Linked DNA regions of Mus musculus: regions 1, 2, 4, 5, 6 and 7 are each linked to region 3. A link is a contact called in public HiChIP or PLAC-seq and Micro-C data. All regions are on one chromosome and are shown on one strand. Each heading gives the region's core, a stretch centred on a gene start, on an enhancer-like site or on the middle of the called end of the contact. The rest is flanking DNA. Distances are from core to core; before and after follow the strand shown.

Region 1 (3,304 bases), core at 675-3,174, 680 kb before region 3:
AAAACAGAAGCCATGGGCAAGACAGCCCCAAGGGGCCTGAGAGCGAGAGAGAGAGAGAGAGAGAGAGAGAGAGAGAGAGAGAGAGAACTGAGAATGTAAAAACCAGCAAGGAGGAGAGATTCCAAGAGCAGACCTCACATCTCTTCCTAAATCGCAAACCAGGAAGCCCAAGGTGGTTGAAGGAGGAAAAATAGTTTTGCTTAAAGAGAAAGGTCACTTGGGGTGATTTAAAGCAGAAACGTGTATGTTCTAGTGGATTATTGATGCAGGAAAACATTGGTGCTTTTAAAGCTCCCACTGTGTGCTCAAAGCCAGCCTCCTCCCAATGCTTGCCTGCTCCCCAGAGTCTGCTAAAAATCCTCATATTAGACCCCAAGGGTCCTTCGAGATCTAGAATGGTCCTTCATGTTATAGATGAGAAGCAGAGACCCAGAGAGAGATTCTAGCTGGCCTCAGACCCCACAGCTAGCAAACAGTATAAGGTCTGCCTGGCTGTTACTGCTCTGACGGACAGGGACAGCCGCTGGACCAGGCCCTCTTTCTTCCCGTGGAGGCCGCTGGCTCACTCGCCCGCCAGCCCGCCCCGGAAAGTCCTGGTTTCCAAGAGGCACACTCAGAATCTCAAACATCTCAGACCTTTCTAAGCTCCTAGTCACCCCTGTCCCCTGAAGGCCTGTCACCTGAAGACATCTCCACCAGAGTGACAGCTCTAGCCCTAGATGGCCTGGGGCCTCTCCCCAGGGGTTGGTGAGTGGGAAGGGGGCCTTTTTGTGGGGCCTTCTTCAGTCGATTGTCTGCAGCTCTGTCTTTGTCTGTCTGTCAGTCAGAAGGGAACCACTGAGGGGGAGAGGTCAGGCCGGTCACTGGACAAGCAGAAAGAGGCCTGTCCCCATCAGAGAAGGGTTGGGGAGAGGGCTCCCTCCTCCTCCTCACCACCAACCCCCACCGGCTTTCTCAGCTCCTTTGCTGGCTCCCTTAGGGAATTACAGCCCCTGCTTATTTCAGAACCAGGGCAGCAACTGCCCACAAAAAGCTCTTGTCTTCCAGTGCTGCAAAACCTTGGTTCCTTTTTGGAAAGCTTCTCCCCGACCTGGCCTGTCTGCAGGAAGCAGATGTGAAGGGGTCTACCTCAAAACTAACAAGCAGGGGCATTTCCACAAAGCCCTTCCTCCCCTGTGACTCCACTCCAGTACCTGCTTCTGTCTCTGCACCCCAGGCTCTCAACACACACACACACACACACACACACACACACACACACACACACACACGCACTACAATCACACCGAGTGTCATCCCGGGAGAGTCCACTTCCAAGCCACACCAGTTTCTACTGTATACTGACGCATCTCCCCAGATTGCGCTGTTTCTAGTCTCCCCCAGTTCCTCCTGCACAGGAATCCACCCATCTCCCCAGATTCGACTGTTTTCAGGCTTCTCTCTCACACTCTCTCTCTCTCCACCTCCCACCCCCTGTACACGAACTGTCTCCCCAGATTCTGCGGTTTCCAGGTTCCCCTATATTTTTCCTGGTACACAAATTGGCCTCTTCGGATTCGGCAGTTTCCAGAACCCCCTTGCTCTCTCACCCCGCAGTTCTATCTCCCCAGATTCAGCTGTTTTCAGGCTGCCCTTATTTGCCCTGTACACGGGGACCCCTCTCAAGTTCTACCGTTTCAAGGGCCCCCCCATTTCCCTTGTACACGGATCAGTCTCCAGTGTCTGTCCATCCCAACTGCCGCAGGGCTTCAGTGGGTTTAAGGAGAGTGGAAGGAGGAGAGTCAGGAAGAGGAGGAGAAAACACTGCCATCCGGGAGAGCCCTGATTCACTTCTCTTGTGACCCAGAGCTCCTAAGCAGCTTGCACACAGACACAGGCGGTCTCTGGGCTCTGGGCCTCCGCTCCTACAAATAGATCCCTTAAGACCATTTGCCCGGAGACTTCCTCCTCCCTGCGGCTGCTGCAGGGGCTGCCTGTCCCAGTACTCAGCGCAAACCCCCGCTCTCTCCCTGCTAATCTTTTCTTCTCGGCCCCTTTGTCTCTCCCAGCCACTGCTCCTGAGCCTCCCCCTCAGTTTATTTACACAGAGCTTAAGGGAGACTCCAGACGCCCCCACCCCCAGCCAAGAGGGATCTGGAGTTAAAGATCCACACTTGATTTATTTCCCCTTTGTCTTAGTTTGCAGGATGAGGTGGATCACCTACAGGCTCTGGAAACTAGGATGCCCAGGCTAGCCTTTCAGCGCGGCTCTCCAGCCCAGCAAACAATTGTTCGCTCTTCATCTCATAAGCAGGGGTCCTGAATCCTGATCCTCCCAGGCAGGGTGAGAGTGGTGGTCTGCAAGGATTTTTAGGATTTTTTTTTTTAAGATTTATTTATTTGTTTGTTATTTATATAGTACACTGCAGCTGTCTTCAGACACATACCAGAAGAGGGCATCAGATCCCATTACAGATGGTTGTGAGCCACCATGTGGTTGCTGGGATTTGAACTCAAGACCTCTGGAAGAGCAGTCAGTGCTCTTAACCGCTAAGCCATCTCACCAGCCCAGTTTTTAGGATTCTTATATTCTCCGATTGATTATTAACGAATTAATTGTTAGGATCTCAGTCTGCAGCTGAAGTTTGTGTTCTCAGGTTTGCAAGTCAGGTTGGCCTTGGATTTACAGCAACCCTCCTGCCTTGATTAGAGGTGTGAACCACCGCACATATGCACCTTTGGGCTGATTTCAATACTGCCACCCCACCACCACCCTGAACGCGCCTGATCTCGTCAATACTGCCCCACCAAAATTTCTGCTCAGCTGGTTTCCCACTGTCTTCTTCTGCTCACACCTCCTAACGTTATCCTAATCCCAACCATTTTGACACCCAGAATAGGCAGGTCTTGCTGGCCCTAGGAACAGTCTGAGTGCACCAGGGAACAATAGGAAGGGTGGGCCCAGTGGGGTCAGGGTAGTGGCCTAGTTAAAGGCACACCTTCTTCACGAGGAAGCCCACGCCTGGATTCCTGCCCCATTGTTTCTGGTCCCAGGAGCAGGGAACAGACTCAGTTTTCCTACCTGTCAAGCTTGGATGAGGACATCTGTCTATCTCACGGAGATGGGAGGTGGGAGTGGTAAAGAAAGTTACACGGTAAAGGAGATAGAATCCATCCGTGGAGCATGACAAATACAAACTGTAAATCATGCTGTTGTAAATAGGTCTTATTAGGACTTTGTGGGATTTTTTCCCCCTCTTTATGTATATATTTTCCTTTGTTTGAGAAAATGGCAGGAAAAAAGCACTTGGTCATTATTTTGTCA
Region 2 (3,177 bases), core at 263-2,762, 720 kb before region 3:
AGTTCAAAGCCCCTCCTCTCCAACACATGCTCCACAACTGGTGTCATTATCTCAGGTGGTGGCACTCCCACTCAACACTTCAGTGTCATCTTTGTGTGTGTGTGTGTGTGTGTGTGTGTGTGTGCTTTGTTTTTGGAGACAGGGTTTCTCTGTGTAGGTCTGGCTTTGCTGGAACTCACTTTGTAGACCAGGCTGAATTTGAACCCAGAAATCTGCCTGCCTCTGTCTCCCAAGCGCTGGGATTGAAGGCGTGTGCCGCCACTGCCCAGCTTGAGTGTCATGTTTGAGTCCTCCCTCCTCACCCATTTGGCCAATCTATTGCCAACGCCTGTCTGTTTTCCTCCTAAATTCTGCTTATCTCCTCCCTACAGCTTCTGACCTAGGTGAGGCCCAACCTCTCCCTTACAGCCTCCTAGTTGCTCTGGACACAGCCTTATTGCCCATTAGCCCATCCTCCTAACCAATATGTGTTATGTCCTTCCTTGTACCAAACCCTTCAGTGGTTCCTCTCTGTCTGCAGTGTGAAGTCCAAGTTCCTTAATGAGGGACTCTTTGTTACGATCCTTATATTTTTACAGCCTCCTCCCGGGTCACTGCCTTAAACCTTTTACTGTATAGAGGTGGGTCTGAGGTCAGCTATAGGTGGGAGACCTGTGTAGTGTCCTCTTGAGATCCCTCGTGAAACAAGGGACCTTGCACTTCACTTTGTCTTGGACCACGTATATTTTGCCGGTCTCCCCTGCTTGTCTTTCCCTGAACCACTCTTGCAGCTGTAGTTTTAAAGTTTGTGCAGTCTCTTCCATCAGAAACAGCCTTTCCACTCCACCAGGAACACCCGCCATCATCCTTCCTTCTGCAACTTTTTTTTTTTTTTTTTTTTTTTTTTTTGGCTTTTCGAGACAGGGTTTCTCTGTATAGCCCTGGCTGTCCTGGAACTCACTTTGTAGATCAGGCTGGCCTCGAACTCAGAAATCCGCCTGCCTCTGCCTCCCTGCTGGGATTAAAGGCGTGTGCCACCACGCAACTTTTTGTTTACTATTCAATGAGTGTTGCTTCCTCTCCCTTCCCTGTCCCAGTCGTCCAACAAGAATCGGGTGCTCAAAAATCGTATTTATCATAAATGGGAGGACAAAATGTGACGAGAGCCTCAAGAGACCTGTGACCTTCTATATGTGGTAAAGGGAGAAAATGGTGGGAAGAAAGTATTTTTTTTAACTACTTTCGAAACGCCATCGGGAAGGTGCTAGGACCTGTTCCGCGCATGTGTTCGTTCTCTAGCTGGGGGCTCCGCGCCAGGCTGATGAAAAAGCAGCCTAAAACGGCTCTTGGGTGCCCCCTACCGCCATCGTGCAAGTGTAACATCCCTTCCTGGAGATCACCCGGCCGGAGCCCGCCTCTCGCCTTCCATTGGCTGTCAGCTATTCTCCCGCCCCTCCGGTACTCAACCAATCAGAACATCGTGATGGGCGGGGCTTTCAGCAGAGGGGCGGAGCGTGGTCTTGGATTGGCTCCGCTGAAGACGGCGACGTGGCTGAAGGAGGCCGGTTTGTTTCGGAACTGAGGCTCAAGCACAGCCGCTCAGGATTGGTGCTAGGCTGGGCCGGGGTCTTTGGCCGGAAGCGGAAGTGGAGAAAGGATGCAGGTGTGGGGACCAGGGCTGGAGAAACTGGGTCTTCTCTGGGATTCCTGTCCTGCCTCCTCAAGTCCTCCCGTCCTCTGTCGGGTGCTCTGCCCCTGCAGGGTGGCGGTTGGACTCGTGGAATGAGCGCGCGCGAGGCGCATCGCCTTCCCGCGTTCACGCCCTCCCTCCCGGTCGTATTTCCCACCAGGACCATCAGCACGTGCCCATCGACATCCAGACCAGCAAGCTGCTCGGTAGGAGAGGGCGCCCCCGCGCGGTCGGCTCTCGGGGGAGGTCTGCTAGTTGCCCCCTGTCACCAACCAGCAGCCAGGAGCTGTGAAAGTCCCAGCTGAGGTGCTTTACTCCAGCGAACTGTTTGCTCTGCAAGGAAGGAAGCATGGAAAGTCTGTACTGGCTCCGTGTTTTCTACTTTTAACGTTTCTCACGTAGTATCAAATCGTATTCAGGCACACAGGACAAATGGATAGTGTTAAAGATGGACAGTTAAGCAAATGGCTGATCCATTTGAAACCTAAGTCTGTTTGGTTCTGTCTTCATGCATTTTGCATTATTTGGGGTGGGTAATCCTCTCCCATCTATTTAAAAAGTTTCTCTCCTTGGATTTAGGGAGAAGAGGGCCCTAAGACTCACATACAGACCTTTTATGCCAACCATGGTGGTTCACACTGGTAACCATAATACTTGGGAGGCCGAGGCAGGAGGATTGGTGGCAGTTCTCAGACAGCCTGGCTTGCATAGCAAGTACCAGCCTAGTACTCCCCGCCCCCCACCCCCACCCCCCCAAAAAACCTTTAGTCTTAGCACTCAGAAGGCAGAGGCAGGCCTTGGCCACATAGCAAGCACCAGGGCAGCCAGGACTACATGGAGAGACACTATTTCAAAAGAAAATGACAGAGAGACAAGAAGACCTTTTAGTGACCAGGCAGTCTCTGCATCTGGCTTACATCCCTCATTCTGTCACTTCTGGGGGTGTGTACAGCCCCTGGCCCTTGTGTTCACCAGATACGCCAGTCCACTGGTAACACGTCCTTAAGAGGGTGTTTGCCGACCTCAGCCCCTGGAGGAATTCTGGTGTCTGCTGTTTTCCTTTCTGACAACTTGAGAAGAACTCAGAGTCAGAATTTCTGATACTGTTGTTGCTTGAGAGAAATTAAGCGGTTGAAAGATTTGTTTTAAAGGAGAGGGAGTATTCAGTCCTTTGATGGACACTGGTGAGTCCTCCCAAGTGCCTGCCAGGCACGGGCCACCATGTATTCATAGTGTATGGGCACCCGCTGCATCTACCTGGGTGTGCCAGTTTGTCCTCGAGTCCTGAGAAGAACCAGTAGGACACCGCTCACCATGGAGCATTTGTTCCATCCCCGCTGCTATTTTATACTTGTCTTTGTTAAGATGAAATCACTAAGGTTTTGTGAGCCACTGCGAGGCACAAGGCTCGGTGCATAGGGCCTCATCTGATGTGTGGGGAAACTGAGGTACAGAGAGATGGAAAGGAACTGAGAGCCAGCAGGATGGCTCAGTAGGTAAATGTTCTT
Region 3 (3,203 bases), core at 559-3,058:
GAGATCTTGCGCCTCTTGTCCTTAGTGATAAACTTGTTGGCTGCATACTCCCGCTCCAACTCCCGCAACTGCCCCTTGCTATAGGGAATGCGTTTTTTGCGGCCTCGGCGGAAGGCACAGCCGTCGGGAGGAGGGTGCTGGACACTGGGCTCTGTGTGGTGGAAAAAGAGAGGGAAGAAAAGGCATCTTAGTCCCCTCTCTAGCGCAAGATCAAGCGCAGACCCAGGCCCTGCACGCCTCAGGGCTACGTCATCCTGCAGGCGCTTCCTGATCATCCTATGTGTGGGCCCGGCTCCCTCAAAGCACACAGCCCTAGATTCTGCCTGATTCTCTGATAGCCACTCACTCAGCCTCTGCTCCTACTGGCCACCCCCACCATCACTGACCTCACACCAGGAGTCTGCAAACACACCCACCCTGTCAGGTTTTTGTCCACAATCACACAATCCACTTTCACATGCGTGTTCGGATTCAGCCACTCCTCCAAACTGGCAAATTATGTACATGAGAAAACAGGGTTCTGTTCCCTACCCAACACACACATACACACACAAACACCATGCACACACACTTACACGCACACTCACGAACACACCCTTCAATACACCCTCAGTCAAAGAAAACCTAAATTTTCCTTTCGAAATTGACCTAAAAAAAGGAAAGGGTTATATTCTCGAGGAAACACCCAATATCTCCGATCCCACCTCTCAATGCCACTCTCGAGACCACTGGATTATGTCATTTGGCCTTTGGGCAGAATTAGTCTGGGATTGTGCTGGGTAGGGACTCTTTGCCCCCAATCAACAGCAGAGATCCAAGGTTCTCCCGACATATTCAAAGACTGGTCCTAGAGCCTCCTGGAGAAGTCAGGAAGGCTAGCACCCTGCTGAGGCCCCTTATTCTGACCCTCTGAGGCCCTCTTGTTGCCTGGACCCTCCCTCACAGTCCTAGTAAATAACCCAGGAACCCTAGGCCCCTCCTCATCAGCCCGAAGTTTCCCTTCCTCTCCTCTTCCTCCTTCCCAGCAAGTGCCAGCGTAGCCCATGCTGAGCCAAGGGGAGCCAGAGTAGAACTTACCTGCAAACGCTGCTTTCCAGAATGGACCTGGTGGGTTCTGTTCACCTTGGCAACACATCTGGCTGTTCCAGCCACCGGCCAGGGCCCAGGGCTGGTAACTGTCCACGGGAAGCAGAGAATCGTGGCGAGGCTCTCCGGGGGCTCCCAGGGTCTGCACCACAGACACATCCAGGTAACTGGCCATAGGCTGGTATGGTCCCGGGTAGCCCGGATAGAAGGCAAACTCGGTGGGACGGCTGGGATACTCCTCCCCAGGTGCAGGAGTTTCCGAAGGGTAGGTAGCCAGGGCGGCCGTCTGGGCACAGGGTTTCAGGGAGCTCCTGGATACTCGGCAAGAGTAGTACCCGCCTCCAAAGTAGCCATAAGGCACAGGAGCTGGAGATGCCCCCTGAGGCACCCCAGGACAAGGGTGGCACTGCTTTGGTGGCTCTGCAGAGCCTGGCAGATCCAGGGGGGCATAGTTGACAGTTGGCATCAGCGTTGGAGCCGCGGGATGGCTAGCCAGTGGGGAGGAGTGGGAGACTAGATTCCGACCCCCTCCAGCTCCCAGCAAGCCTTCGATATCCTTGGCCCCGTCCAAGGTGGCATAATTGCCGGGCTCCATGGAGCCAATGATCGGCTCATGGGGAGCCGAGGGTGAGGGTTCTAGGGGGCAGCAAGCTGTCTCTCCCCACCCAGGCCCAGGGAATCCTAAGCGTTTTAAATCGCTCCCAGCTCGAACGGCGCCTGCATTCGCCTGGCTGGGCCGTCTTGACGCAAGAGACGCAAGAGCCCGGGCATGAGCGCTGATTGGCTGTGGCCTGGGGGAGAGAGGCTCATAAAATCCTCCCGCAGAAATTGCAGGGGGAGAAGGGACGGGGAGCCCGGCTCCGCCTCCTCTCTTCCCTTCTCTTCCTCTCCGCCTGTCTCTTTTTCTTTTTGTATGTGTGTCTCTGTCTTTATCTGTATGTGTTCTGTGTCTCTGTCTCTATATGTGTCTCTGCTTCTGCCTGCTGTCTCGGGTCTCTGCCTGCGCTCTCTCTCTCTCTCTCTCTCTCTCTCTCTCTTCCTGGCTCCCAGTCTTCTGCGCTTTGGCAGGTTTAACGAGAGAATAAAAAGCTCTCCCAATAAAGTGTCCATCTCCTGGGGATGAGGGGAGTCGGGGGAAGGGCTGGGAGGCCACTTCGGGCTGCCTCAAAGGAGAACCCGGGAATGCTTCTGAGATGGGAATGAGAACTGTAGGCGTCAGGGAGCTCTGTGCTTGGAGGCTGGGTACTAGCCACCGTAGCTCATTGTAGATATCCTTTCTGTCCCTAATACACTGCGCCCAGGCAAGTGCCTTCCAGGTCTGTCCCCCAAGGACCCTGCCTAGTCACAACACTGAAAGCCCGGAGGCCCCAATGGGGATGAGGCGGAGCCAAGGGGCGGGGGACACGAAGGAACGTTGAAAACGTGCAGTGCTTGGCTCAGGGAACGCAGTGTCCGGATCTGAAGGGGAAATAGAGCCAATGTCTGGGAAGGGGGTCTGGATTTCCGTTTAAGGGTGGAGAAAGAGACCAAGAGACACAGGCGTACAGGGGCTTTACTTGAAGGAATAGACTCGGTGTGGAAAAGGAAGGCTGGCGGGGGGGGGGGGGGTAGGCAGAGAGGGAGGAGAAAGGAAGAGAGGAAAAAAGGGAGAGGGAGAGAGGGAGAGGTTGAAACATCACAAATGGGAAGGGGGGGTCAAGATTGTATCCCTTTTTCTGGAATCTGCAGTCTGGGGGAGCCAAGGCTGGTTTCGTGGCCATCCCCACCTGTGGGGATCCTGGGTCCCAAGATTGCAGGAGCTTGGTCTGTGTGGGGGCCTTTCTGCTCTTTGGTGCCGCTCTCTAGGCCGGAAAGTCCAGGAACCGAACCCTGGCCCCAGCACACTTCCACAGGACTGAGGGACTAGAAAGCTCAGGACCCCCTAGCTGCCTCTTTAAATTTCCTTGGAAGTTAAAGAGGAGGAGAGAGAGAGTGAACTACCCCAACTGCTAGAATTGTCCGAGGCCCTCTGTTGGGGCCTATTGTGCTGTAGATTCAAATGGCTTGTTTCACAAATCTGCCCTTAAAGTTGGTTTGTTTTTTGTTTTTTGTTTCTTTCCTGTATCACTTTCACATGA
Region 4 (2,973 bases), core at 209-2,708, 660 kb before region 3:
CTGAATGGGAGTTCGAGGAAAACTACCTGAGCCTCACATCTAAATCCTGAGTCCTGGTGGCAATCGTGAGACTAACCCTGTGACCTTAGGCAACTTACTTAGCGTCACTAGACTTCATTGTCTACATCTGTGAAGTGAAAGAGGGAGACTAGATGGTCTCCCCAATCGCACCTGATTCTACTACATTATTATGCTAAGTCCTTCGTGTTTACCTAGCTGAAATACACATAGGCGACTTTGTCTACTCGGATTAGGAACTCAGATCCCTAGGACGCAGGCTCAACTATCCACTGATCCCTTTGGTGGAGCGTCCCACGCCAAGGATGCAGCTGGCCAGGACAAGGACAAGGAGAAGACTCGCCAGGGAACATGAGAAAGAAACCGAAGGGATCCCCACTCACGCACCCAGCCCCTCGCTGTTAGACTGATAAAGCATAGTGTGGACAAAGTGACCTCTAGAGAATCTAAGCTGGGCTGTTCTGCCACCCAAAATGCAGAGTTTCTCCTATAGGTGGAGTTAAAAGGGCTGGGTGGGGACCGCTTGTCTTGGACATATGGCACTGTCTTCGAGGTTCCAGCGGGGAGGGGTTACCTTGGCCAGCAGCCTTCGCCCGTCATTATCTAAGATGAAGACAGCCTTGATGGTGTAGAGAGAAGGTTCCTGAAAGTGACAAGGGAAAGGAACCCCTGACTCAAAGTGGACACCGAGTCAGGGCTCTATGGAGCCAGCTAATCCCCAACCCATAGCTGGTTCCAGCCCAACCCCGTGCCACATGGACCATTTCCGGTGCCCACTCCACTCCCAGACAGATGTTTCACTGCAGGTCCGAGGAGTGGGCGCTGAGTCCGCTGGGTGCAGAAGGTCCTACCGGGCCCAAGTTCTGTCATGCACTGACTGCTCCAGAGCCCGAGTCGGAGTGTATCACAGAACCTAGGCCCGGGGAACAGCGGCGACGAGCCTCCTTATGTCCAGCTGACCCCCAGTTCCAGATGCGCGCGGCCATCATTCTGGAGCAAGGGAACCCAACCAGACCACCTCGCCACTCCCACTCCTCCCTCGTCCCGCCAGAATCTCGCTTCCATCCCGGCCACCCAAGTCGGTTATAACTGCGGCGAGTTCCCCAGAACTTCAGCCCCTCCTGCGACACTCCACTCAGGCAAGGCCTCCTCGCCCGTGCGCTCCAGGACAAACTTTTTCTCCCCTTCCTGGGCCCGGGCTCCCTCTCCGGGGCTGGGCAGTGGTGGCACAAAGTTCCCAGCTTAGAAGCCCGAGGTAAATCAGTTGCCCCCGACCACCGATCCTGCTGCCCCTGGACCCCACACTCCGTGCTCCCTACCCGCTGTTCCGTGGCTCGGGTGGGCGGCGCTGCGCCCCCGGCTTGGGCGGCTGAGGCCCCCTCCCCCGGGTGCGGACGTGGCCAGGCCTCCGGCCGCTGCATTCCGCTCGCTGCCTGCACTGACAGCGCCGCCCCGCCCCGTGCCCGCCCCCCGCGACGCCGCCCCTCCGCCCAGTCCTGCGTGGCTGGCCTCTGTGTGCGTCCTCTCTCTCTGGGCGAGCTTTCTGCCCGACCCCCACGTCGTTGCAGAACCTCGTCTCCCTACTTGGATTCTTCCCTCTGGGCTCCTCTGTGCACCTCCCAGTCTTTCAGGTGAACCAGAGCCTACTCTTTTCTTCCCACTTACTGCCTCTTCTGGCCTAGGGCGCCTGTGGCTTTGGTGCACAGAGGTCTCCATGTGGCTGTTCTGGGACAGCCCAAATTTCAGTTTAGGTTCACTTTGTCCTCAGGACCTCCTAGTAGGTATCATTGGAACAAATAGTTCAAGTCACTTTTTTAAAAAAGAACTCTCTCTCTCTCTCTCTTTTTTTTTTTTTTTTGGTTTTTCGAGTCAAGGTTTCTCTATACAGCCCTGGCTGTCCTGGAACTCACTTTGTAGACCAAGCTGGCCTCGAACTCAGAAATCCGCCTCCCTCTGCCTCCCGAGTGCTGAAGAACTCTCTTTTTTTTAATTTTTGAGATTTTTTTTTTTTTTTTAATGTGAGTACACTGTCGCTGTCTTCAGACACACCAGAAGAGGGCATCAGATCCCATTATAGATAGTTGTGAGCCACCATGTGGTTGCTGGGAATAGAATTCAGGACCTCTGGAAGAGCAGCCAGGGCTCTTAACCACTGAGCCATCTCTCCAGCTCCTCAAGTCACCTTTTTGATCTCAAGACAGAGCCTGTCAGTGAGACCTCTCCACTCGGAAGAGTTCCCCGCTTCCCCTCATAGTACCTGGGGAAAAGAACCATGGGCTGAAGGACACCTCCGCCAGACATTTTTCAAGACCCAGAGGTGGATGAAGCCAGTAGGGTCACAACACACCTGAAGTCCAGCTTGAGCCTGTGGACTAACCCGGCCAGAGTATGACCACATACAGTGAGGTAGTTACTGGTGCTTGGGCAGCCAGCCATTCACAACACTGACAGATGTGTCTTATACTCGAGCCAGCGCTCTCATTGTATGTCAGAAGTCACCGTGCCTAGGGAGGTGTTTTCAGACATACCCATTGAGAGGAGTCAGACTTCGTGTGACCTTTTCAAGCTGGTTGGGCTAATTAGTTGGGTAGGAGGGTTCCACGGGTTTTCCCATTCTGCCCTTGACAGCCTCAGTGTAGAACATCACAGTCGCTCACACCAGACTTCCTTCTGCTTAAGACTTCTCTTTCCAACTTTCACCTTTTTTTGTTTTTTAACAATTACTCTTACTGATCCTTTTGTTTACGCTTTTATTTTACTTAGTAATTATTGATGAGGGGAGGGTGTGACACAGGGCTCACGTGGCGATCAGAGGACAGCTTAAAGGAGTCACTTCTCTCCATCTACCGTCTAGGTCCTGTGAGTTGGATTTACATTGTCTGGCTTGATGGCAAGTGCGTTTATCTACCGAGTGATCTTAGTGGCTTGAAAGTTTCATCTTGAATATCCTCACCA
Region 5 (3,188 bases), core at 239-2,738, 820 kb before region 3:
CCTGGTGGGAACCGGCTAATAAATATTCCCAGTACTCAATGCAAGAGCCTGAAACAGAAGGCTTTGGCAGCGTGGGCTACGCAATGAGACCCTGTTTCAAAAGGAAAAAAGAAGAAGAAGAAGAAGAAGAAGAAGAAGAAGAAGAAGAAGAAGAAGAAGAAGAAGAAGAAGAAGAAGAAGAAGAAGAAGAAGAAAAAGAGAAGAGAAAAGAAGAGGAAGAGGAGAGGAGAGGAGAGGAGAGGAGAGGAGAGGAGAGGAGAGGAGAGGAGAGAAGAGAAGAGAAGAGAAGAGAAGAGAAGAGAAGAGAAGAGAAGAGAAGAGAAGAGCTTACAATTTCCACCCCTTTCTCTACTACAAATCTGTGACCATAAGGTCCCAGTCTTCTCTCCATCTCTCCCTAGAGCCTTGGAACCTTGCCCGTGTGGGGCCTGGGGTGCAGGAGGCCAATGATTTAGGGCCTTCCCCAAGCAGGACTCACCTGACCCTACCACCTTCCGACTCTGGGACCAGGGAAGTAGCATTGAAAATCTGGGAGAGGCAAGGAAGAGGAGGACCCGGGTGCCTACTCAGGCTCGGGCTGCCTTACCACAAGAAAGGGACTGGGTGAAGCAGCAGGAACGGAGCCTCAGGCCGGGGCGGGGCGGCCCAGAAGGGGTTGGGGCGGGAGCAGTGAGATTCTGGGACCCTAAGAGCTTTTGGAGACTGGGAACTGCCCCAGGGTCTGGGGGATGGGAAGGCTAGGGTGACCAGGTTGCAGAGGGGCCTCTCTGGACAGAGATCCTGAGCCCAGGCCTAGCGTGTAATGGCCTGCCACCAAGGTTGCACGAAAAGAAAGGAGCGAGCACATCGGCTCTCCAATTGGAGAAAGACGGCAGAGACGCCCTAAGTCCCATTGGATCCGCTGCCTCTCCCGTTTCCCGGTACTCAGGCGGTGGGGACTTCCGTTCAAACAAGGTTTTCAATGTTTCAATCCTCCGGTTGTCCCAGTTGCTCCAGTTTCCCCAGTTCCCAAACTCCCTTGGTCCCTCCCGTCCTCCCGGTTTTTCCTCCGTCGGGGCTCCCAGCCCTTCGGATCCTTTAGGACGTCCCCCTCCCCAAGAAGCCAGCTTAGGCTGCGGTGTTCCGAACACCTTTCCCCACCCACCCCCTGACCCCAGATCTCCGCAGCGCGCACCCGTGACCGCGCGGACCCGGGCTCCTACCTGGCGGCTGCGCTCGGGCTTGGGGCACCGCAGGCTGGCGCGCTACAGACGGGCGCTCATGGGCCCTGCGCGCTGGCCGGCTCTCAGCGGCGTGGGACAGGAGCCGAGGGCAAGCCGGGGCTGCGACCGGGCTGGGTGATCCGCGACGGTGGAGGCAGTGAGAGCCGGCGGGAGGGCGGAGGGCGGGCGGGCGCCGGTGAGCGAGTAAGCGAGCGAGCGAGCGAGCGAGCGAGGCCAGCTCCGCCCGTGACTCACCGCACTCTCTGCCTTCATCCTCTCCCCTGCACTCCTTTTTCCCCCGAACCCGCGGCCCCGCCCACCTCACCTGCGGCCGCCTTTAACCCTTGCAGGCTTGGCTGGAGGCGAAGCCCAGCCCAGCGCGAGGAGGGGGCAGACAAGAAGGATGGCTATCCAGGCCACCTCCCTCCCTCTCCCTCACTCCTCCCAGGTCCCCACCACTTCTGAGTTAAGAGCTTGAGTTGCGAGAGTTTTTTCCCCCGAGTTCGGAGACCCGTCCGATGCCATGGAAATCTAACCCGGAGCTGGCCCGGTCCAGGCGGGGAACAAGATTCAGATCCTGGATGGGACGAAGGACAGAGGGTCCTGGAGAAGCTACCGAGCCTTCTTAAGGCACACGTGGCTACCAGTGCTTTTGACCCACCCGTCCTAGCCGCGCAGTGCTAGAACTGAGTGGGAAAAAAAAGGAAACAGGTTTGAAAACTACGTTTCTGGCCGGCCCACACCCAGCACTAAGCCATGAGAGTTCTATCTTGGCTACACCGTTCCCCCGTCCCTTTCCACCACCACTATGAACTTTCCCCTCCTGGTTTCCAGAGATCCTTCCCCTCTCTCCCGTCACTGGCCTTTCTGGGTGATCACCATGCCCTCAATGTCTTCCTCAGTTTCCGGCAAGCCGGGTACCACAGAAATCCACCTCCTAAACCCGCCGCCTTCCTCCCGGTCCGGGTTGCTCAGCCTGCGCCTGACACCCTCGCTGGGGCGCACTGGGATCAGAGGGTTGGGCGGGCATCTGAAAGGGCCTGGGAAGGAACATTTCAGCAGCGGATTGAACAAGACTTTTTGTCGCGGGCTCTTTCCTAGTCTCAGCTGAGTATACGTTTAGAGAAAGGTCTTTTGGAGGAAATAAGCGCACCCGTGCAAAGTCACATTCTGGTACATTTTCAGCACAGCCACACAGCCACTCAGCTACACAGAACTCTCAGGATCCGAATTGGTGGAAATCCTGAGACACTGCCCCACCCCCAGCTCAGGTGGGTACCAGAGTCCCCCTAACTCTCTGCCCTGATGGCCAGATTAGAAGTAGCTCAGGAGCCTTCCCTGCCGCCTTCAGAGCGCGTTGATCTCCCGAGGTGACTTGTTTGTTTGTTTTGTTGTTGTTGTTGTTTTGTTTTGTTTTGTTTTTTCGAGACAGGGTTTCTCTGTGTAGCCCTGGCTGTCCTGAAACTCACTCTGTAGACCAGGCTGGCCTTGAACTCAGAAATCCATCTGCCTCTGCCTCCCAAGTGCTGGGATTAAAGGCGTTTGCCACCACTGCCCTGCTAAACCCCCCCCCCCTTTTTTTAAACAAACACGGGATTTCAAAGCGATTTTCGTTGTTGTTTCTTTCGTTACCGCTGTTGGCTTTCTCTATGCACATTTTACAGTCAGTTTCCAAAAGTTCTGAAATTAGGCTGATTTAATCTCTCTCTCTCTCTCTCTCTCTCTCTCTCTCTCTCTCTCTCTCTCTCTCTGTGTGTGTGTGTGTGTGTGTGTGTGTGTGTGTGTGTGTCTCGCCCAGGCTGGCATGACTCAGTTGCTCATGCTAGCCTTGAACATACTCGAACATACAGAGATCTTCCAGCCTCAACTTCCCAGCTCCTAGAATCACAGGTTCTCATTTTACTCTGAATAGTTTACCTGCCCTCTGTTCCCGTTTGAGATGCACTGAAGTATGACTTTGAAACAGCTTACCTGAGTCTATGAGGC
Region 6 (3,023 bases), core at 223-2,722, 640 kb before region 3:
CTTCGTACATGAGAATGCCCTTGAGTTCACAAAGATTCCAAGAGTGCCAGGATTAAAGGCATGGGACACTATGCCTGTTGTTTTGAAGACCCAACAATTAATACACAAATGTCTAGTTTTCATAAATTTTGTATTCTAGTAATTTATTGGGACACACTAAAAAACGATGAAGTAAAAACAGTCTTTGAAAGTGTTAACTAGCTCAAAATAATTTGTTTCCATTTAAAAAGGTATGTGGTAGCTTAATAATTTTTGTAAGAATCAGTTGAATTCTTGGTGCATATTATATCTGTGAAACGTACTTTACATTCTGAGAACCCCTCCATATTGGTGCTAACTCTCCTAGCACAGCGTGAAGTGAACTTATCTGCTGCATTATCAGTTGGCCTTGTCCTTAATTGCACAAGGACAGCGAATAATGAACTGTCAACTAGATTATGGCCTCTTAAAAGGAGACAAGAACTCAGTTGGCATCTCACCTCTGTCCCACAGCTACACAGTACAAACTTCAATACAATGATTTCCTACATGTGGTCTTCGGACCAGCTGTATCAGAATTACTTATAGGGAACGTTATCAGGCCCCTACCACAGGGTCACTGAACAAGAATCTCACAAAGGCTTTGTAATTTGGAATCTAATAAATGATGTTGAGAGCACACTTATATTTGAGTCACAAAAAATGTTTTGGTACTATAGTTGTATGGGGAACTCTGGCAACGATGGAACGTTCCTGAAAAGCAAAAACTAAGCTGTGTGCGAGGTTAGAGGAAGGGGAGGGGCTCTTCCCGGTGTTTCTTTGATGGCAAAAACGAGTTACTATGTCCTATCTATCACACTACCAACATTTCTCTAAGGCCCTCGTCTGCCCCGCAGTTTCCACGACCTGACTGTTGCCTGGGCTACAAGATGCCACCCTTCCTGCCTGACGAACAGGTTACACCAGGCTCTAAGGCAGACAGGGGGTACCGGTTTCCGTTGCCAGGACTCAAGATGGCGACACGAACGTCGCGACCATCAGAGCCACATGCTCCGTACTCCGCCTCGGCCCCCCCCTCGGATCTCACTGGACTTTTACAAGTCACCGTGGGGACCCTCAAGGACGGAATCTCGGGCTCCGGCGTCAATGCTCCATTATCTGCCTTAAAGGACCGCATTCCTAGGCACACAATGAGCTAGAATCACCTAACTTACAACACCGCCCACCTCCAACCCGCAGCGGAGAGGTTCAGAATGCCGGACACTAGGGCCTTCGCCTCACTCATTGGTGGGTCCATACCGGGGGGCGGGCCTGCACACTCATTGGACTTCTCTCCACGTCAGTCTCGGGAGGACTGTGCCGAGTGGGCAGACACAAACTCGACTATTGGGTTTTCTTTGCTGTCAATCAAAGTGACATCCGGTGACGACTCTAGTCCCGGCTATCTGATTGGACCAACTGTTTCTGGGGTGGCCGTGGCGGGCGGGTTTCCGAGTGCAGTGGAAGGAGGGGGCGGGGAGGGAAGCCGAGGCTGGGCGCTCCAGGCCGGCCGGAGGTGGCGGCGACGGCGGCGGTGGCGAGGCCGGGACTTGGGCTGAGGGCCTGCTGTGGCGGCAGCGACAGACTGTGACCTCAGCAGCGGGTACCTGCTCTAATTCCCTTCCCCAACGAGATAGCCGCGGTGCAACAGGGCCGAAAGCTTGTGGGATAAGGGGCGGCGAGATGTGGTTGAGGAGCAGGAGGCGGGACCCGGGAGGCCGAGAGGGGTCTTGATCGGGCTCGGGCCCTGGACACGGCCGGAAAGAAACGCGGGGCCGACCAGAAAGCGTGTTCCTGGGTGGGCTGGACTGAGAAGGGCCGAGGGCATGGGAGGGCGTGGTGAGGCTGGGCTCGCGAGCGGGGTGGGGCCTGGGGAACGGAGGGCGGGGTGAGGCTCGCTTTTAAGGGTGGGTCAAGGCCAGCAAAGTAGCACTTGTCGCTCCGTGTCCCAGAAAGCTTGGAGGCGCGTCGGCGAGAGTGGGCATGGCAGCTTGGTCTCATCCAGACTCGGGTACGGCAGGGTGGGACCGGACTGGGGCCGGAGCGCTCTCTCTTTGGCCTTGTGGGCTTTGAAGAACTTTGTCTGCTCTCTCAAACTTTAAGTGGCTCTTGGGAAGTTTTAGTAGTAAATTGCGCGAGGACGGGCGGGTTTCAAAAGCAGGGATGTTTACTCAACCGAATGAGGGTATTCGTGGGTGTGTGTGTCTCCTACGTGTCGCTCCCACTTCACCTTTAGAGCGAAGTTGATAGTGGGCCACAGTAGAGGAGTTTAGGAATTTAATGGAAGCTCAAAAGTAGAAATCAGAAATGGGAAGGCAAATTTACCTTCTCCCCACTTGGCAAGTGAGATCGAGAACTTGGCCATATCCTTCTGCTTTGGCTCAGAAGGTCATGTGAATAAAGCTAAAACCTGTGAATTCAAATTCCAGGTGGAGCACGGCTCCACAATCTTCCACTGTCCTCCTGTACCCTACCCTGTTCTTTTATTTTGCCATACTGGGGATTGGACCTAGGGCCTCTAACCAGGCACCCGTGATCTGTATCCTTGTCCTGGACATTCTTTTATTTTACTATTGAAACCAGGCTGGTCTTAAACCCCTGATCTTAACGTTTCAACGTTCTGAGTGGCCTGTGCTATTAGGCTGGTCTTTTATTTAAAAAAATAAATTAATTAATTAACGAATGAAAGAATGATAGGAAAGGGGAAATGAGATTTCAAAAGTTGGAATAACAAAAAGGCATATGAAATGGAGGCCTGAACATTTTCATGTATTTTTTCACAGTCTCTCAGTAATAATCTCTGTCTTCTCTTTAGAGTTGGAAAGGACAATGACATGGGAAACCAAATTTTTTTAAGGATAGGAAATGGACTTCTTGTGCTAAAATTAGAAACTGGGTAATGTGTTCTATTAAGAGTGTTGGTAAATGAGACAAAGTGTAAGAAAGTTTTGAATGCCTTGCACGCACAGTCTGCTTCAAATAAGACCTTTTAGGAAGTGTGGCAG
Region 7 (3,057 bases), core at 142-2,641, 590 kb before region 3:
TCGCTGCCGGTGGGCATGCACCTGCTTTCGAGGGTCCCTGCCATTTCCCTAATTTGTAGCTCAGAGGGCAATTCTGTGAAGTCTGCTCGCTCTTTCCACCTTTACCTGGATCCTGAGAGGTAAACTGAGGCCCCCAGGCTTACGCACAAAGAACAGATCTCTTTCATTGGATGAGTCTTGCCTTACACGTGTTCTTCCACAGCCTCCCAACTCACACTGAAGACCCATTACAAGGCACAAAGTGGCCTTTTCACCCTTTCTTGACTCCCCTGGTGGCCAGGCAAGGCTTTAAACTCCTGATCGTCCTGTTTCCGCTCCCAAGGGCTACATGAATGCCATCAAGCCCAGCCCGAATTTATAAGGTACAGAGGATTGAATTCAGGCCTGTGCAGTGGGCTAGGCAAACATTCTACCAACTAAGTTACATCCCCAGGGACCCTTTATTTTCTTCCACATTTGACCAGTCACTCTAGACTTCTACCCTACCTATCCCAGCAACTCCACTTTTAGACAAGGTCAAGAAAATGCCTGACCCCCCACCCCCACCCCTAGACGGATTCAACAAATCTCTTCCCCGCTAGCACACCGTGAGCTGCCCAAATCCTCCTGTTCAAGTTTATTGGAAGTTACTTCTTCTTAACTCTGGCAAGAGAAACTTCTCTGATAGTGGCAACTGGACCCAATATCCTCAGGTTACTTTTTCTCTCTTTCCTCCAAGTGCTACGGGGGTTGCTTGCGATTGCCACCGTGTCCGCTTTCTCAGGTTACATTTCTAAACCTCGAGAGTACGAAGTCGTGGTCCCTGCCACGCACACCCAAAAGCACCTGTCCCCCTTATGGACGTCCCAAAGTTTTCTTTCTCCCGCCCAACTCTAGAGTCCCTCACTCGGGTCAAACGCTCTTGGTCCAGTTCTTGAAAAGCTAACCCTCCGCTGGCTCCGCTCATCGCGAACCACTCGGCTCCCGGGCTCTGGATTCGCTGCCCCGCCCTCTCCACACTCCCGCAACCCGCGAGCTCTGCGCGGGAAGCGGACCCGGCGGGCGCTGGGCCGGGGCGCGCCCCCCATTCCTCGGTCTCCGCTCTTCCGTTAGCGGCCCGCGCTGGTCCGCGGCCTCCCGCCGTTGCCGCGTCCCCTCCCCCCACACACCCCGCCTCCAGCCCGCCTCTTCACCTCGTAGCAGCGCCCGAGAGTCCGAGAGGAATCGGTGCCGCGCTACTCGCGCGTTGCGTCGGGCGGTCCGAGGGGAGTAGCGCGCCCAGAGGAGCAAAGAGCCGTGTGGCCACAAGTCGACCGTCCCGCTGAAGCGGCGTACCGCAGGCCCCGCTAACGGCCCTCCCCTCAGCCGAACAAAAGAGCCTCTCACTCTGCGCGGCCCGCCGCCTGCACTGCGCAGACGCGACGACCCGCCGCAGGGCACCTTGGGATTAAGAGTCGGCCAGAAACTACAGATCCCAAAGTACCGCGCGAATCCCGCGCCGCCCACCTCCACTTTCAAGGATTGTAGGGAGTTTTCGTAGTTTTGTTTTCTTTTTTGACTGGAAAGGCGAAGTCGACTGTTACTTAGAACATAACTCTACAGTCTAGGAAATTGATGGGTAGTGGTGGGGTTTGTTTGTTTAATAACAGGATACGCAGCCCAGGTGGCTTCGAACTCGTGGCCTTTCTTTTTGCTTCAAATGTCAAAGTGCTGGATTCCAGGCGCGTGCTGGTATTCCTTACTCAGTCTACAAAAGTAGGACACTGCAGGTTTGGAAACTAGCCCGTTGATGTTTGGTCCGTTTGCGTTTAAAAGAAAAATATTGTATTCGTCACCTGAGATTTATCAAATCACCTTCAATAATGTCCAGCAATCTTACCTATTATTGCCACCTGACTGGGGTTCCTACCTCTCAGTTTGAATCACTGCTCCATTCAGAAAGCAGTAGATTAACCGTCTAGGTAGACACCATCGACACTTTCTGAATTTGCTTTTTTTCTTTCCCCTTCCTTCCCTCTCTATTCTTGTTTTATTTTTGGTTGTTGGTTCTGTTGAGTGGACAGGGTCTCAAGGAAGTCTGATCTACCTGTTTTCACTTCCCAAATGCCGAGTATTACAAACACAGACCACCACATTCAAAGTTTTCCCTTTATTGCCCTTGCCGGTGGGTGACTTTCATGGGGATTTCTCCATCTCTGTGAACATCCTTTATCAAGTTAGTCTAAAGAAACGGAATTAAGCAAAAACCACGGCTGGGCTGTCATTCTTTAACACGGGTGCTACTCTGATTCAGGTAGGTTGCTGCTAATTGTTGAACTAGGAACTCCAGTAAGGACAGACGCTTCATATGACTCATTGTGTCCACGACACTCAGGATCCTTGGTGTTTGTTTCTAGCAAGGACAAGGTCATTTTGGTTGTTTGTTTGTTTGGTTGGTTGGTTGGTTTGTTTTTGTTTGTTTTTTTGAGACAGGGTTTCTCTCAAAACTCAGTTTGTAGACCAGGCTGGCCTCAAACTCAGAAATCGGCCTGCCTCTGCCTCGAGTGCTGGGATTAAAGTTGTGCGCCACCACGCCCGGCCACAAGGTCACGTTTTGACTCTCAGTATTTATTGGTAAAAATTCCTTGAATATGTGATTAAGTGAATAACTGAGATGTCCAACTGATAATAGAACTGATCAAACTTTCCAAGGCCAGATTCAAGCCTCTTAATCCTAGTACCCGGGATTGAGACAGGAGGATTGCTGGGAGTTTAAGAGCACTTTAGCACTTAGGAGGCAGAGGCAGGAGAATTTCTGAGTTCAAGACCAGCCTGTTCTACAGAGTGAGTTCCAGGAGAGCCAGGGCTACACAGAGAAACCCTGTCTCAAACAAACAAACAAACACAACAGCAAACCCAAAAAAAAAAAAAAAAAAAAAAGCGCAGTTTAGACTATGTAGCCTAGGTTACAGAGTGAGAGCTTGTCTTAAAAAAAAAAACAAACAAACAAACCAAAAATCAAAAAAACCCCGAAACAGTGACAACTTTTCTGTTCAAAAAACTAAGACAAAAGAAAAAGAGGGTTAGTTTCACAATGTT

Evidence for each region. A called contact is a pair of places that touch in the nucleus more often than the background predicts. HiChIP or PLAC-seq counts read pairs in DNA pulled down with a chosen protein or histone mark.
Region 1: a contact with region 3 is called in an H3K27ac HiChIP or PLAC-seq map of differentiating embryonic stem cells, with 4 times the contacts expected there. The contact joins the enhancer-like site here to the promoter of Hoxb13 in region 3. A contact is called at or near these places in 2 of 39 promoter capture datasets (the C10 cell line and hippocampal neurons), 1 of 484 Hi-C or Micro-C datasets (the G1E-ER4 cell line) and 11 of 115 datasets of contacts at active chromatin or transcription factors (bone marrow-derived macrophages, craniofacial prominence, differentiating embryonic stem cells and 8 more).
Region 2: a contact with region 3 is called in an H3K4me3 HiChIP or PLAC-seq map of embryonic forebrain, with 5 times the contacts expected there. The contact joins the promoter of Cdk5rap3 here to the promoter of Hoxb13 in region 3. A contact is called at or near these places in 1 of 39 promoter capture datasets (hippocampal neurons), 4 of 115 datasets of contacts at active chromatin or transcription factors (embryonic forebrain, embryonic hindbrain, embryonic stem cells and 1 more) and 2 of 9 other capture datasets (adipose tissue and liver).
Region 4: a contact with region 3 is called in an H3K4me3 HiChIP or PLAC-seq map of embryonic forebrain, with 6 times the contacts expected there. The contact joins the promoter of Copz2 here to the promoter of Hoxb13 in region 3. A contact is called at or near these places in 3 of 39 promoter capture datasets (hippocampal neurons, pre-B cells and second pharyngeal arch cranial neural crest), 10 of 115 datasets of contacts at active chromatin or transcription factors (bone marrow-derived macrophages, craniofacial prominence, embryonic basal ganglia and 7 more) and 1 of 9 other capture datasets (liver).
Region 5: a contact with region 3 is called in a Micro-C map of embryonic stem cells, with 4 times the contacts expected there. The contact joins the promoter of Sp6 here to the promoter of Hoxb13 in region 3. A contact is called at or near these places in 1 of 39 promoter capture datasets (cranial neural crest), 4 of 484 Hi-C or Micro-C datasets (all in embryonic stem cells) and 4 of 115 datasets of contacts at active chromatin or transcription factors (embryonic forebrain, embryonic midbrain, embryonic stem cells and 1 more).
Region 6: an H3K4me3 HiChIP or PLAC-seq map of embryonic forebrain shows a contact between it and region 3, with 3 times the contacts expected there. The contact joins the promoter of Nfe2l1 here to the promoter of Hoxb13 in region 3. A contact is called at or near these places in 1 of 39 promoter capture datasets (the SN4741 cell line) and 8 of 115 datasets of contacts at active chromatin or transcription factors (bone marrow-derived dendritic cells, craniofacial prominence, embryonic forebrain and 4 more).
Region 7: an H3K4me3 HiChIP or PLAC-seq map of embryonic forebrain shows a contact between it and region 3, with 4 times the contacts expected there. The contact joins the promoter of Cbx1 here to the promoter of Hoxb13 in region 3. A contact is called at or near these places in 1 of 39 promoter capture datasets (hippocampal neurons) and 4 of 115 datasets of contacts at active chromatin or transcription factors (embryonic forebrain, embryonic stem cells, epiblast stem cells and 1 more).

What each region holds. Positions count from the first base shown.
Region 1 is chr11:96,871,296-96,874,599 of GRCm38.p6, reverse strand. It overlaps Gm11523 (a long non-coding RNA gene), which reads left to right. Exons shown (of 4, transcript XR_880183.2): 2 at 1-747. Among named protein-coding and RNA genes, the nearest start is that of Gm11523, 7.7 kb to the left of the region's middle. RefSeq lists an enhancer at 146-2,344. Within about 2 kb of position 1,924, at least 80 of the 459 cell types and tissues checked have an H3K27ac peak or open chromatin away from gene starts, as enhancers often do. A contact at or near this core is called in bone marrow-derived macrophages, differentiating embryonic stem cells, embryonic forebrain and 1 more, where this site is marked.
Region 2 is chr11:96,914,849-96,918,025 of GRCm38.p6, reverse strand. Cdk5rap3 (CDK5 regulatory subunit associated protein 3) reads left to right here and starts at 1,512. Exons shown (of 14, transcript NM_030248.2): 1 at 1,512-1,642; 2 at 1,830-1,875. The coding sequence starts at 1,637.
Region 3 is chr11:96,192,921-96,196,123 of GRCm38.p6, reverse strand. Hoxb13 (homeobox B13) reads right to left here and starts at 1,808. Exons shown (of 2, transcript NM_008267.4): 1 at 1,078-1,808; 2 at 1-151. The coding sequence starts at 1,681.
Region 4 is chr11:96,848,361-96,851,333 of GRCm38.p6, reverse strand. Copz2 (coatomer protein complex, subunit zeta 2) reads right to left here and starts at 1,458. Exons shown (of 9, transcript NM_019877.2): 1 at 1,338-1,458; 2 at 593-661. The coding sequence starts at 1,439. Mir152 (microRNA 152) reads right to left here and starts at 941; the gene lies at 869-941.
Region 5 is chr11:97,017,042-97,020,229 of GRCm38.p6, reverse strand. Sp6 (trans-acting transcription factor 6) reads right to left here and starts at 1,488. Exons shown (of 2, transcript NM_001363230.1): 1 at 1,203-1,488.
Region 6 is chr11:96,828,417-96,831,439 of GRCm38.p6, reverse strand. Nfe2l1 (nuclear factor, erythroid derived 2,-like 1) reads left to right here and starts at 1,472. Exons shown (of 5, transcript NM_008686.3): 1 at 1,472-1,621.
Region 7 is chr11:96,787,469-96,790,525 of GRCm38.p6, reverse strand. It overlaps Cbx1 (chromobox 1), which reads right to left and starts at 1,391. Exons shown (of 5, transcript NM_001362560.1): 1 at 1,173-1,391.